Regions from separate parts of the Mus musculus genome. Here region 1 is linked to region 2. A link is a contact called in public Hi-C data. All regions are on one chromosome and are shown on one strand. Each heading gives the region's core, a stretch centred on a gene start, on an enhancer-like site or on the middle of the called end of the contact. The rest is flanking DNA. Distances are from core to core; before and after follow the strand shown. Region 1 overlaps Frmd4a (FERM domain containing 4A). Region 2 has its middle 100 kb from the start of Gm36031.

Region 1 (3,116 bases), core at 265-2,764, 580 kb after region 2:
TGTGAGGTAAAAAAGAGATGCCATTCCCCAAGGCTGCAGGCAGGTCTAGATGTATAATCATTCAAGCAACCAGAATGGAGTACATACCTCAACTTCAGACTAGGATAAAATACTGAGTCCCGAGTCCTCTGAGCTGCTGTGGGTGTGACATGGCTCCTGGAGGTTACCATTCTGGCTGGCTTTGACCTCAGCCTAGACGGTTGCTCCTTTCAGCTCAGAAGAAAGCACTAAGATTATCCCTGGTGTGTGTGGAAAATAACTTATTTTAATATGTACATTTTGTGGGCTGGAGAAATGACTGGCGCGGGGCGGGGGAGGGGGGGAGTAAGACTGAATAAGCTGAGGGCATGGCCAGCTCAAAGGTATGGTTAAGGGGAAGGGTTTATTATAGGTGTGAGGAAGAAAACAGCCAGAGGCATCTGGAAGAGCATAGAGCAGAGAAGGCAATAGAACACGACCAGCAGACTGGCTTTGACCATGGGGTTAGAGGAGAGAGAAAGAGAAGGAGAAGACCAACATGGAGCAAAATGGAGAGGGGGTGCTGAAATAGCAGGGCTATAAAGAGAAGTGAGTATCTGGGGAGGGAAGCCCATGAGCTAAAGGCAGCGCTGAGAAGAGCCAGGATGCTAGCATGGACTCTGAAATGTGTGCTTGTACTTGTGATGCTGGGAGCCTGGAAGCCAGCGTGCACTTTAGTATATGAGTAAGCACCACAGATGTGTGCCTTGTGCCAGTGATAAGGGGATGGCTCTTTGGTAGAGAGGGAAGCAGCTTCATGGGTTCCTGGGGAATGCTGGCTTTTGTCTAGCCACCAGAATTCAGGGAAATGGAGTTTCCTTTGGGCCTGACAGCTGCCAGGCCTGGTGACCTGAGTTCCCTCCCTGGAACCCAGGTGGTGGACAGAGAGAGATGACTCTGCCAAGCACTCCTCTATCCTCCACAGACACAAGTGCATTCACACACAGGGAGGGGTTTGCCTTGCTGTTCAAGTATGATGAAGCCAACAGATCAAGGGTTGAAAGTGTCCTGTGACAGAGCCCAGGAGAAGAGGTGATGTCACATGGTGCCGGGAGAGTTGGGAGGCAAAGGGGGGAAAAGAAGGCAGTATCCTCTACTGGGCTTTCTATGGAAAGCCACTGCCGCGCTGGGAAAACAGGCTTGGGATTGGCTAATTTAAATGACTATGATTTCAATGGGCTTTCCAACCTAGGGCCTTTCCCATGTCATCTGGAACATGTCTCTGGTCAGAAAGGTAGGGGACCATGAGAGAAGAGATGGTGGCAGCATTTGAGAGTCAGTAGAGGTTGTAGAAGTGAGACTTTGGGCCCCTTAGTCATATTTGAGAGTTAGAGCTCTGATGGCCATGGGTAGCTTACTAGCTGTATGAACTGGCTGACTTTGAAGCCAGCAAGGCCCAGACATTCACGCATTGTAAAGATACGGTTAATGCCGAGCAGACTTGGGGTTGCCTGTATAGACCCTTGCAGCGGAAGATACATCTTTTGTTTTCCCTGGACTCACTCAGAAACTCAGAAGGTTCTTTGTAAACTGTTTGAGGAAGCCATCCCTTCCCTACATGGGCAGTTAAGGAGGAGCAACAGTGCCCCCTACTGACACAGAGGACCACAAACCAGATGTTCATAAAAGCACCAGACCTAGTTTTTTGGAGGGGGAGAGAGGAAAGGGCAACCTCAACTTTTCTTGCAAACCATCGAGTCCCCTCATTTCCCCAGAAATCTCTTCAACCTTGTGCCCGGCCAGGGTGGGAATAGAGATGTCTCGGGTCTCTTTTCATCCAGACATTTCACTTCAGAGTTTCCTAGCACAGATCGAAAGTTCAGGATGAATTAAACGCCCAAGGTTATGAACAAACACATGCCAGGCCCCAAGCCTCCAGGATTTTCCAGTCTGTTGTCTTGGTGATAAAGGTTAACAGGAAACTGCTTTCCGATTTCTGTCAAGAGGAGGATTGCTCTCTCTCTCTCTCTCTCTCTCTCTCTCCCTTTCCCCCTCCGCTCCCCCTCCCCTCTCCCTCTCTTGCTCTCCCTCTCTTGCTCTCCCTCCCTTCCACCTCTCTCCTAGCCATGCTTGTCATTTCTGCACCTCCTTGGACTTGACTGCCAGATGGTAGACGTCCATGAAAACGGAAGCGGGCGCCTGAGACAGCAGGGCTGCCGCCTCATTTACTTCTCCATTACCGCAGCGCGGAAGGGAGAAGTGGAGTGTTGGGCTCTTAGGAGATAGTCTTCAGGAGAAACCTGGGGCTGAGGAGGGGGGCTGAGGAGGGGGGTACACAGGACATCTCTGTGCTTTAGTTGAGGACTAAGGCAAACGGGATAAAGACACAGGACTTGGAAAACTGGGCTATTTCAGACCCCGTGGGCTTCCACTCAAACATTACTATGGCGATAAGCCTTCCCTGCCAGGCTTGGGAGGTCACTGGTGGGTTTTTGTCATTAAGAGACAAGCAAATCAGCAGCCATGCTTTATCCACTTTCTGTGTAGACAGGGAAAGACAGGAAGTAGCCTGAAACCTGGCTGTGTTGGGGGGTGAGACCCCACACCTGAAGTTTTATGACATTTTGCTTATCATTTGTTATTTCTTTGTCCTTACTCTTTCTCTGCTGATGTGGCTTAAATCTGAATTATACACACGCACACACAGATAGATACACACAGATGCAGACACATGCACACACACATACACACAGAGAGACACAGACACACATATACACACAGAAAGACACAGACATACAAACACACACACATACACACACAGAAACACACACACAAGCACAGACACACACAAACACACATGTACACACATACACACAGACACAGGCACACACACACATACACACAGAGAGATACACACACACACAGATACAGACACATGCACACACACATATACACAGAGAGACGCAGACACACACGTACACAGACATACACACACACATACACAGAGAGATACACACACAGACACATGTGTAAACACACAGAGAGAGACACAGACACACATATACATACAGAAAGACACAGACATACAAACACACACACATCCACACACACGCACGCACACACTCACGCACATACGTTTGTTGAATGTTCGGACCCAA
Region 2 (3,217 bases), core at 335-2,834:
CCCTCTGCATTTTGCTTTGCTTAGTTGTTGCTCTTACTGCAGGGAAGTACAAACTGTTAGGCTGTCTTTTGTGACTCAGAGCCAAAATGACCGAGTTCACAAGTTGAAAAGATGAAAGATTGGAAGGCTGATGACTTTATGGCAACCACGACTCAGTCCCCCAGGGAAACTGCCTTCCTGTGAGCATGGGAGGAAGATGACATTTGCCTCTTCCACAGCGTGGCTTCTCATGACGGTGTTCTCCTGGCAGCCACATTCTCCCATGTCCTTGGTGGGACCCCTAATCCTCTCTTTCTTTTCCTTCACCTTACTTCAGTGCAGCTCAGTGATGGCTATGTGCACCTGTTCCATGTTGGCTGTGTGACGACATGGGATCTGACCCTTGGTCATAAGGGGTTGGTTCATAGACTAGTATCAGGTCATACCTGCCCCACATGAAAAGGACACAGCAAAGGAAATAAAACAATCTCAAGCAAGCCTCATTGCTCTGCGATTCCTATTTGGGACCTGAACTAACTCATGTGGATACATGGAGACAGATGAAAAGTGGATAGTTCAGTCAAATGGACAAGATCAGGAGCAAAACAGCATCTCACTATGCAGCTCTGGGTGGCTTGAAACTCACTAAGTGGAAGAGGCTGGCCTTGAACTCATAGAGATCCATCTATCCCCTTGTCCATGGGCATTAGAGGTGTGTGCCACCATACCCTGACAAGGGCAAAGCATAAACTAGCAGTGAAGGCCATGGATAAGAGGCTAACCTTTAGGATTAGCAGACTTTGCTTGAAATCATAGCGTTGCGTGTCCTCATTGTATGCTTTAAAAATGCCCCTACCCTCTCTGAGCATCTGCTTCTGCACTGACCAAAGCATAGAGCTGTTGGGTGGGATATTACCAGGGTCTGCAACATAGCAGGTATTTTATAAGGGTGGCCATTAGTACTGTCTAGCTATGTCCATCTTCAGATGCACTCGTTAATGTCTCTGAGAATGGTTACTTTGTCTTGGGAGGAGGATAAGGCTGGAGTAGTCGAAGAGAACCATGCATGGGTACCCAGGAATCAAGGTGAGAATAGGAGGCTGGTGACTCAGATAGCATCTTGGTTTGGGCAGCAGCTGGGTTTTTTCTTCTCCAAGGGAAATGGCATGTTTGTCCAGCCAGAGAACCAAGCTGTGGCTGTCAGAGAGCTTTTAAATGGAGCCTTGCAAATGTGGTGTGTGCAGCTGGTGGTAATGAGATTCATGTTTCTTCAGTGGTAATCCTCCACTAGACAGCATTTTAAATCTTTTTTCCTATTTGGTACACGGGACTGAGGTCCAGGATATACATATTTCCAACTGTCATTTTTAATTTAATGCATGATTGGACATATTACCACTGGCACAGCTAAATAGTTAAACTAGAATCCATCAATTTGTCCTGAACTGTTGACATGCAGGGTAATGCTACGGTTAAATTAAATTTAAATGTAAGAATGAGAGTGAGGGAGGCTTCCTGGCAGCCTGGGGCTTTGTCAGTGAGGCTTGGCAAAAACAGGAAGGGGACATTCAAAAATGTGAGGTACGTCTCTGTCTGTCAGCGTGGCTCGGAGAGAGCCGCTTCTGCTTGCTCTGGTTCCGTTCCGGCCAGGTGTCTGAACCTGGCAGGCAGGCACTGCGGAAATGCAGAAGAAACTCAGTAGGAAACACTTGGACTGCAAACCACACCATGTCAGAAACAAACCAGATTTGGGAGAGCCCAGATTGTTATGGTTACACAGGGTGTTAGAGCTTTGGTCCAGCCCAGAGGGGTTATGCAAACCTTCTCAGTGCAGTTGAGGCTGGAGCTGGGCCCTGGGCTCTCAGTGAGAGCTCTTTTCTAAGTCTTTGTGTTTTGTGTGAAAATGTGCCTGAGTCTTGTTCTCTGCAGACCTAGGCAAAAGAAAGAGCTACTCCAAGCTGCTTTGTCCATAGAGTAGAGGTGGGTGATAGAACCTACATTATAGGTTCAAAATATTAAATGGATTGCTAGATAAAAAATAATGGCAACAGTGGCTGGCGTTCGAAGGACAATCAATAAGCACAGGCTATTCTTGCCACAATAACAAAAATAGCTCATTTTTATTACTGGTCAAGGATTTGCTCAGAATAGCTTTTCCGTTCAATAGGAAGCCTCTCGGCAAATCTGAAAAAACAATTCAAGTCATGCAATGTAAGGTGGAGGAAAAGGGCAAGGGCTTATTAGGCTCGGGATTGACCATGGGAGAAAAGACACAGAGGTGAACCAACAAACTCAGAGACGTGGAAGCATGGGGACCAGGGTTCTTGGAGCATGGATGGAGGGGATGAAGACATTGTAGTATGCTCTTCTAAGCAGATAGCAGGTTTCTTATCCTATAGGAAACCCTTGAAGTTTGCTGAGCCTTTGCAAGGAGGCATAGTTGCCCTATAGAGGCTATACTCCTGCTTACATAGAAGAGATGAAGAAGGGTCTGTGGCAAGGAAGTTTGTGCAAAAATTCAGTTAAGAGGACCAAAGTCCCTAATTTACTTATATGCCGGTGAGCTCTTGCAGACCGCATTTGGGGGTGGGGTAAAGAGGGAGTGAGAAGAGTCAGGTGACAGAATGGCAAAGCGGTGGGAATGGGTATGGCCAGTTTGCAAATGGAAGAGCTGGGCGGGGCTGAGGACGCTTCCAGAAGCCGACTGACTTTGCAGCCACATTGTGCGTTTCATTCTGTGGGCTTGCTTCCTTTGTGTTCAGAAGCAGAGTATGTAGCTCACGTTGAGGCAAGAATGGGGTCTTGGCAGGAAAGTGTATCCTTATTACCTACTTCTCTTGGACCTCACCCCGTATCCTTTCAAGTTCCACTTGTACCCCGTGTCCTTTGCAACTTCTTCCCTCACCAAGTCACCCATCTTTGCTGTTCTTCTTCTGACTGTCTTTCACTTTGACCAAATGTTTTGTCGGTGAGACACGTTTGTTTAACACTTTCATGCATTCTTTCTCTTACTAGATTTAAAATTCCCAGGGGAACCCAGCTTGGGATGCTGGGACATTCTAAAGAGAGAATAGGACAGTCTGAGTTATAAACTTAGTTCATCAGCTGTGTCGGTCATTCTGAGAAAGTCATTGGGGATCTGTTGGTCTCTGTTAATAGTGCAGGACTTTTATGATGTGCCGGGGGCAACATGTCACACCAACAAATTCCTTCCACCTGGTTGGTATCCAGTAACTAA

Evidence for each region. Hi-C and Micro-C count contacts between places; a contact is called where the count stands out from the background.
Region 1: a Hi-C map of cerebellum shows a contact between it and region 2, with 2.6 times the contacts expected there. The contact joins two enhancer-like sites. A contact is called at or near these places in 3 of 484 Hi-C or Micro-C datasets (the N1E-115 cell line, cerebellum and cortical neurons).

Annotation. Positions count from the first base shown.
Region 1 is chr2:4,491,132-4,494,247 of GRCm38.p6, forward strand. The region is part of intron 4 of Frmd4a (FERM domain containing 4A); the gene reads left to right. All of the region lies in intron 3 of Gm39751 (a long non-coding RNA gene), which reads right to left. Among named protein-coding and RNA genes, the nearest start is that of Gm39751, 21 kb to the right of the region's middle. Within about 2 kb of position 1,515, at least 83 of the 459 cell types and tissues checked have an H3K27ac peak or open chromatin away from gene starts, as enhancers often do. A contact at or near this core is called in the N1E-115 cell line, cerebellum and cortical neurons, where this site is marked.
Region 2 is chr2:3,908,942-3,912,158 of GRCm38.p6, forward strand. No RefSeq gene overlaps it. Among named protein-coding and RNA genes, the nearest start is that of Gm36031, 100 kb to the left of the region's middle. Within about 2 kb of position 1,585, at least 27 of the 459 cell types and tissues checked have an H3K27ac peak or open chromatin away from gene starts, as enhancers often do. A contact at or near this core is called in the N1E-115 cell line, cerebellum and cortical neurons, where this site is marked.